Linked DNA regions of Cricetulus griseus: region 1 is linked to region 2. Evidence: chromatin contacts called from public Hi-C data. All regions are on one chromosome and are shown on one strand. The core of a region is the stretch at or near the end of the contact, and the rest is flanking DNA. Distances in the headings are between cores, read along the strand shown. Region 1 holds the start of Ifne (interferon epsilon). Region 2 has its middle 27 kb from the start of Mir31.

Region 1 (3,560 bases), core at 22-2,521, 53 kb before region 2:
ACATGGCATGTACCAACTTCTGCTGATCTGGCAAATTGTAAGAGCATTTACCAATCCACCCAGCAGTGTCCAGTACACAGGAACAATTTCCTGCTTCCTCAGCAGTCTGTGAGTCTGTGTATTTGTCTTAATTAAACCTTGAGGTGTTACCTAATAGGTTAAAACAGCATGTTATTTAGTTGTAATCTGAATTATTATAATTATGAATGAGATTAAATCTGTTTCATTCCTATGCAAATGGTTTATGTCTTTTGGTCATATTTCTATTAGTCTCTTGTAATAGAAATATTCAGTATTTAATGCTAGTTCTAACTCTTTAACAATTTCTGGTAAACAAGGAATTCATTGGAATGAATGTTATATGTTATGGAATTTCCATTACATTAAAGGCATAGTTCATCATATCGAACAGCAAAATTCTATGAAAATTTCACCATTTGAAGAACCAATCATCAAAAAATTTTAATGAATTAATTTTAATTCTCAAATAATTTAAAATTCGCAGAAAGCATGGCAAAATAAAAATAGCTGTGACCAACTCGTGCAACCTCAATTCACAGTGTGAGACATGCAACAGCAAAACAATGCAGCCATTTTACACCAAAAAGAAACAGTAATCTTCATGTTTCTCCTCTCACTCTGCCACCAACCTAGGCTTTTAAAATGCACGGTTGGCTCTTGCTTCACAGTGTTCAAGGGTCTGTTTCTTGTTTGTTCAGCCATGCGGTTAGCCTGAACACAAAGAACATACAGCGGTTGATTTCTACCTGGACAACGATCCAGGCACAGCTGCTGTACCTCTGATTTTCCAAGTAGTCGTGGATCCTCCTGAAGTATGATTTAATCTGTAGCCTAAGGCTCTGCGCACTCAGGCCGCCACTCTTCGACTCTGCTTTTAGTCCAGCTAGCAACTCCACGTATTCCAGCTGTTGGTGAAGTGCACCTAAGACTCTCTCTATATGGTTTTCCTCCCAAATGCCCCGAGAAACATGTGCCTGGAAGAGGCTGAAGATCTGCTGAAGGAGCTCGTGCAGAACAGCCAGTACATGTCCCTTTTGGTACTGGTGACGACTCACAGACTGCCAAGGAAGCTGGAAATTTTTCCTGTGAGCCAGACACTGGTAGACCGACGAGATTGGCAAAGTTTTCAGTAGGTGCAAGCTTTCTCTCTTCATTCTTGATTGGAAGAGAATCGATTTCGGTTCTAGGGAGAAGACAGTGGAAGAAGCCAACAGCAGCAACACCATTTCAGGGAGCTGTTTGTGAATCATGGTGCAGGACAAAAACCCCGATGTCTGTGCTTACCTTGTAAAACCCCAGTTCTAGGAAATGTTTAGCTTTCGTGTAGTGCAGATTATGATGGAGGGCATTCTTTCCATTGCCTCTGTTTCCTTGTTTCTCATTTCCCCAAGTATATGTCTTAGGTTTTCTGGTTCCCACTTCAAGGTTTTTATAGAACATTTCCTTTACTTTCCCCATTGTGTTGGCTCTTTGAGGAAGTAATGAAAGAGCTGGCCTCACTGTACACTTTTCTTGAGACAATTAGAGTTGTTCAATCTGATCTTCTACTACCCTCATTATTTATTACACACAAGGTTTCACTTAACACAATGCACTTTCTAAATGTTTAGTCAGGCTTAGTAATGTTCTTTTATTGAGAGTAAGCTTTTTATTTAAAGCAGTATTATTTCACGGAGTATTAGTTATCAAACCCTTAGCAGTACCTAGACAACACTCTTTTGGAAGCAAACACTAAAATCCAGAGGCCAGTGACTTTGAAACTTCAAGCAGAACTGCAAATGTGCACAAGTATTTGGGCAAATTAATCTGAATCAACAGTCTTGGACTGTCTTATATCTCATCCAATCCATTTGACATCTAATATTTTAGCTTGTAAAATAAGATAAAAGTAAAAATTATCAAAATAATGTGGCTAGAGTCTCATGAGAGCACAGAGTGTAAACAGCTTACAAGTTCAATATAATGGCTACAAACGTATTGGTTCCTCTATGAACAAATGAAACCAGTAAGTGATAAAGTTATTTGTGAGAAGAGTCGGAGGCAGTCGGTGGTCCATTTTCCCTAGGCTAGCTGCAACAATGGTTAAACCAATGAGAACATCTCTACAACAGTAAATGCCTCTTGAATTACAAGTATCCAGTTCCACGTTGCTAAGATCCTCTGGAGTAAGTCTCCAGCCCTACCTTCTTACTATCACACAGTTGTAGTAAGTGTAGTTGAGGAAACCAGACTCCAGAGGAAGTAAGAGACTCAAAAGACTCTGGACCTCCATGATGGGGGATGTCCTTCTGTATATATGTTTCTCTTATTGCTTGATAAATAAAACACTGATTGGCCAATAGACAGGCAAGACGTATAGGCGGGGCTACCAGACCAGGAGAATGCTTGGTTGAGAGGAAGGAGAGAGAGGCCGTCAGGAGGGGCCGCCAGGAGGAGACCCCATGTAGATACCAGGGAGATAGGATGCTCCAAGTATTCTCTGGTAAGATAAGGCCATGTAGAAATACACAGATTAATAGTTATGGGTTAACATTTAAGAGAGGGCTTGCCAGTAAGAAGCCCTCACCATCAGCCAACAGTTTTATAATTAACATAGGGTCCATGTGTTTATTTGGGGCTGAAGGGTGGCAGAACAGAAACTTCTGCCAACATCCATGTAACACAACTTGTGTGTTTGCTGATGATCCTTTCTCCTGAAGCATCATACACCTTTCAGTCTTTAATGTGGAACTTTGGGGAAAGAATATTAGCCGGTAATATTAATTGTATTAATTTATTTGCTCTAATAAATAAAATTTAACTTTCAGTAGCTTATAATTCATTCTAAAATTAACTTGAGTTAGCCTATTTTTGTGGCTTGGATGTGACCTGTCTGCTTTGTGTTTGGACATTTGCTCTCCGGCTGGTGGTACTATTTTGAGGGAATAAGGAACCTGAGACTTGGAGTCTGTTTGCTGTATCCAGCCTACCATCAGCAGGCCTTGGGGATTATAACCTGGCTCCACTTCCAGCCCCTTCTCTATTTTTAAGCTGCCAGGATGTGAGGGAGCGGTGTTGCAAACTCTGCTACCACCATGCCTCCTCACTGCAGTCCCTTTCCTGAGGATGGATGGCATCCTCTGAACTGTGAGCAAACATAAGTCCTTTTCTAGCTAAATTGCATCCATTGCTGTCACCATGAGAAAAGCAACTAACATATCTATCTATCTCTCTATCTAATAAAAACAATGTATGCTGATGCCATGTGATATTTTAATACATGTACCAAATCAGGGTAAACAAGTCTATCTTCTCATTCACTATTTGTTTATGGCAAAAACATTCTAAACAAGTTCTCAGCAATATCCATTGCTATTTATAGCCACCCAGCTGTTTACCACACCAAACCGCTTGCTCCAATCTAACTGTGGCTCAGTAGCTGTTTGTCAATCTCCCTCTAGTTTTTCGATTCCTTGCTGTAGTCAGCTTCCCTAACCACTGTTCTATTCTTTATCTCTCCGAGATCAGCATCTTTAGCTTCCACATATGAGGGGCTTGGC
Region 2 (3,685 bases), core at 450-2,949:
CTATAGCTTCAACTTTGGGCCAAATTAAGAAAGTTGATTTCAAACTAAGAGGAAAAAATGATACACAGGAAAATTGTTTTGCTTTCCATTTTTTCCACTTCTGTTTTATAAAGATGCTCAAATATTAAAAATTTCATAGCTTCTTTCTTACATTAACCTATTTAAAATCTGAAAACAAGCCAACCCCACGTCAGTCAAGTATTTTGTCACTACTACATACTCTTCAGAACTTACAAAACTTCACCCAGATTCTACTAGATACTTTTCAGGTTTCTTGCTTTCTCTCACATCTACCATGAAACCAATAGCTACATATATAATAAAGACCTAACACGATGTAAAGCAAAAAACTTCCATGAGGTCCACCCTCCAAAAAAAAAAAATTAATCACAAATCAAAAATGCCAATTTGGGGCCCAACCTAGTTTCCAAGAGGCTCTGCACGAATTACAAAGGAAAAGGAAGGCTAGCTATAGTACTTCTTTGGTAGGGAATGTGACTAAACATTATTCTTTTGACCCTTTTTTGATGATAAAAATCAAGATAAAGAACATGCCTACGGAATTAACTCTGGGGATACTGAAAAATAACCAGAATAAGAGTGGAAAAACAACTTTAAAAGTTAGCCCCCACTTCAACCAAACACAAACTCACTAAAGTTGAGAGTCACCTTTCAATCACTTCAAACAAAAATTAACTCAACAAAAACTATCTCAAAACAAATTATAAAACTGAGCCTTGTTGAAACTTCTGCCTACCAAGCATTTTAATCCACAGGTAATAAACTCTGCACAAAAACCTTACTTTTTTTTTTTTTCCTGCCCTAATTCCACTTCAAAGGTGCCAAGACTTCAATGAGGAAGCTGAAAGGCCCGATTCGGAATCCGCAAGGCACCCCCGGGTGTTTGTGGCCCGAGCCACAGACACTTGCTCCAACACTGGGTGCAGGTTCTGAGCCCCCATTCCTAGCCCTATTGCCTTTGGGGCAGGGACAAAGCTGTCCCCCTGAGAAGCTGAGGTGTTGGGGGGGGCACTTTGTGCCTGTTTCGCTGCCTTCTGCGTTGCCACTGCCTAACTAAGGGAACCCTGCAACAACTGTCTCCCTAGAGGAGCAGGGACTTTTCAGGTGGGGTCACCGAGAGAGGGTCGGCGTATTGGGAACACCCTTTTCCCACTGTGGCTGCTCTGAAAGCAGACGACACGTCCTGGTGAGGGTTTTCCTCGCGCGCCTGATTTCTGTTCACCCCCTCCCAGCCCCGAGGAGCCCGGAAAGTTTCCAAGCACCGGGAGTTTGAAGTGGTGCGTGGGCCGCACAGGGACGCCCCAGCCGAGAGCGCCAGTGACCATCGCGCTCCGGTTCCCGCGTGCTCGAGGATCGCGCGCGGCCCGGGCATATGGCCGAGCGCGGGTGACGGTGCAGGACCGCGCTCCGCTCCCCACGCGCCCTGCGGGGTCACCTCGTCCCTGGTCCCCCGGGTGCTCGCCGCGCGCCAATGCCCGCGCCCGCTTACCTGAGGCCTTTCCGAGCCCCGCGTGCGCGTCTTCATCCCGCGTTGTGCGCAGGTCGTAGACGCAGCGGGCTGTGCCACCTCCGCACGCCCACACCTGCCGCGCGGCCCGACGCCCCGCCCTGGCCCCGCCCCGAGAGGGACCCGGCCGCGCCTCCGCCCGGTCAGCTTTAGCTGCGCTCGGTGCAGCTCCCCAGCGCCGCGGCCTGGCAAGGACAAGATGGTCACCGCCCATGCTGCAGTCACCGCACAGCCACCTGCTTGAACCACAGCCCTCCGGACATATTGAAAGCTATGCCGCCAGGGGTCCTTCGGAGCCCTGTAGGGTGGCGACACCATCCCCCTTCCCCTGAGAGTCTAAACGACCTTCAAGGCCAGTGGGGGAATTCTACCATCCCTTATATTCGCGACACTGGCTGCGTCGAACCTCCACCCCCACCCCAACCCCCTGCTAGGTACCTATGCAAGCCCAGATCTCTGCTATTTTAGAGAGGGCTTGGCGCTCTGAATCTCTCTACTAACTTTCCCTTTGGATGAATGTTCCCTTTCTTTGTACTGCCATGTCTCTAAGAACATCATTTTTACTGTCCCGGGAGATTCGTGTTTAATAATATAGTGTATAAGCAGAGGTGTGTGCTTCCCTAGTCCTTTCTAACTAAATTTCAGCTACCTGAAGATAGAGACTAAGTTCCATCTTGGAAAATTTCAAGTAAATACAGAATTATATACACAGGGTTTTTGTCTGTGGTCTCTGCAAACGCAGCATGAGGCCTTTTACCCTCATGTAAGAGAGTGGAAATTGTCTTCTGCAAGTAAATGCAATTACATTTTAATAAAGGCTCCATTACCCCCAAGAAAAATTCTACAGGTGGGGTGCAGAAAGGGGACGAGCAGGATTCACAGTGATGTTTCATTAATTATATGATAACATCTCAGTGTAAAAATTATTTATTCAACCAAGATGAAAATTAATCACCAGATGTTCAGTAATGAAATGGTATTCATTGCTTAGCCAACTATAAAAAAGGCAAGTCAAGTAGGGTTAGTTTATTACACAAATTGCACTAACATGAGCACATATTTGAGTCCAAGACTTATGTGTGAGACTCAAGTTTAATTTTTCCTGATAAAGCAGGTGCATGAAATGTTTCTATCTTTTCTACACTGAAGTTATGTGTCAGGAGGTCAGGGCCTGATTAATAGTGTTCAGTACACAATAGTAGGAATCATTACACTTCACTTAAGATGGCTCTAATTCAAGACCCCCTTTTTGAAGAATGAAAACCCTCAAACTATCTCGGCTACGTTGATCAAGAAGTAAGAACAACAATTAAACACATTGTCACTATTAAAATAGTCCTGAAATTTTTGAAAGAAAATTAGCTTTCAAGTTTATACTGATTGTGCACAGGAAAAAAAAAATCAAATACTGCAAATGTGAAGAGAACGATTTAAAATGTGAATCCAGAAAGAGCTGTTTGTTTGGGGTGGGGGAGGGACATGTAGTTAAATCTATTTATGGAAAACCCAAAGCATTCTTTGAAGTGCAAATGTATTAATTCTAAATTTATTTATTGAATCATGATATCATCAGATTAGGTAGCCATTTAACACAATTCTTTTGGTGAAATGGGAAAAAAATCCTTTTATATGAATCCCACCAGGAAAGACTGTCAGAATACCCAATACATGAGTCAATGCAAGCACTTCATTTGTGGGACTTTTATAATAATAGTATAGATAAGATTTCCTAATTGCTTATGCAAAATTAGGTATCATGATACTTTGAACAGAAAGTAGTCAAAGAAGAGATGATACATCTCAAATAATAAATATCAATGTAAAGGAAAACAACCATCTGTCCTTCAGACTTTGAACCAGGAACACAAGTTGTTTGTCCCCAAACAAGTGCAAATGATGGCATCACCATTTTGAACACAGAAATAATGCACAAAGCATAGGAGAGAGGCGCTCATCTCTTCCATTAAAGTTCTGTTGAGCTTCTGACTGGAACATGCCAAATACCCATTCAGTGTTGGCCATTCATCCAACTGATGGGTAATGCTGCCAGTTTATTAGACTTTAAATATGATTTTAAGGAATATTTCTTTTTAGTGGAAAAAACTAAAAGACAACATAATAGATATCTATGCTTAGTGTTAACATCTGTTAAAACTA

The links. A called contact is a pair of places that touch in the nucleus more often than the background predicts.
Region 1: a Hi-C map of the CHO-K1 cell line shows a contact between it and region 2, with 3 times the contacts expected there. The contact joins the promoter of Ifne here to the enhancer-like site in region 2. A contact is called at or near these places in 3 of 8 Hi-C or Micro-C datasets (the CHL-YN cell line, the CHO-K1 cell line and fibroblasts).

What each region holds. Positions count from the first base shown.
Region 1 is chr2:59,222,607-59,226,166 of CriGri-PICRH-1.0, reverse strand. It overlaps Ifne (interferon epsilon), which reads right to left and starts at 1,271. Exons shown (of 1, transcript XM_027400349.2): 1 at 693-1,271. The coding sequence starts at 1,271. The coding sequence ends at 693.
Region 2 is chr2:59,170,190-59,173,874 of CriGri-PICRH-1.0, reverse strand. No RefSeq gene overlaps it. Among named protein-coding and RNA genes, the nearest start is that of Mir31, 27 kb to the left of the region's middle. Within about 2 kb of position 1,699, at least 6 of the 6 cell types and tissues checked have open chromatin away from gene starts, as enhancers often do. A contact at or near this core is called in the CHO-K1 cell line and fibroblasts, where this site is marked.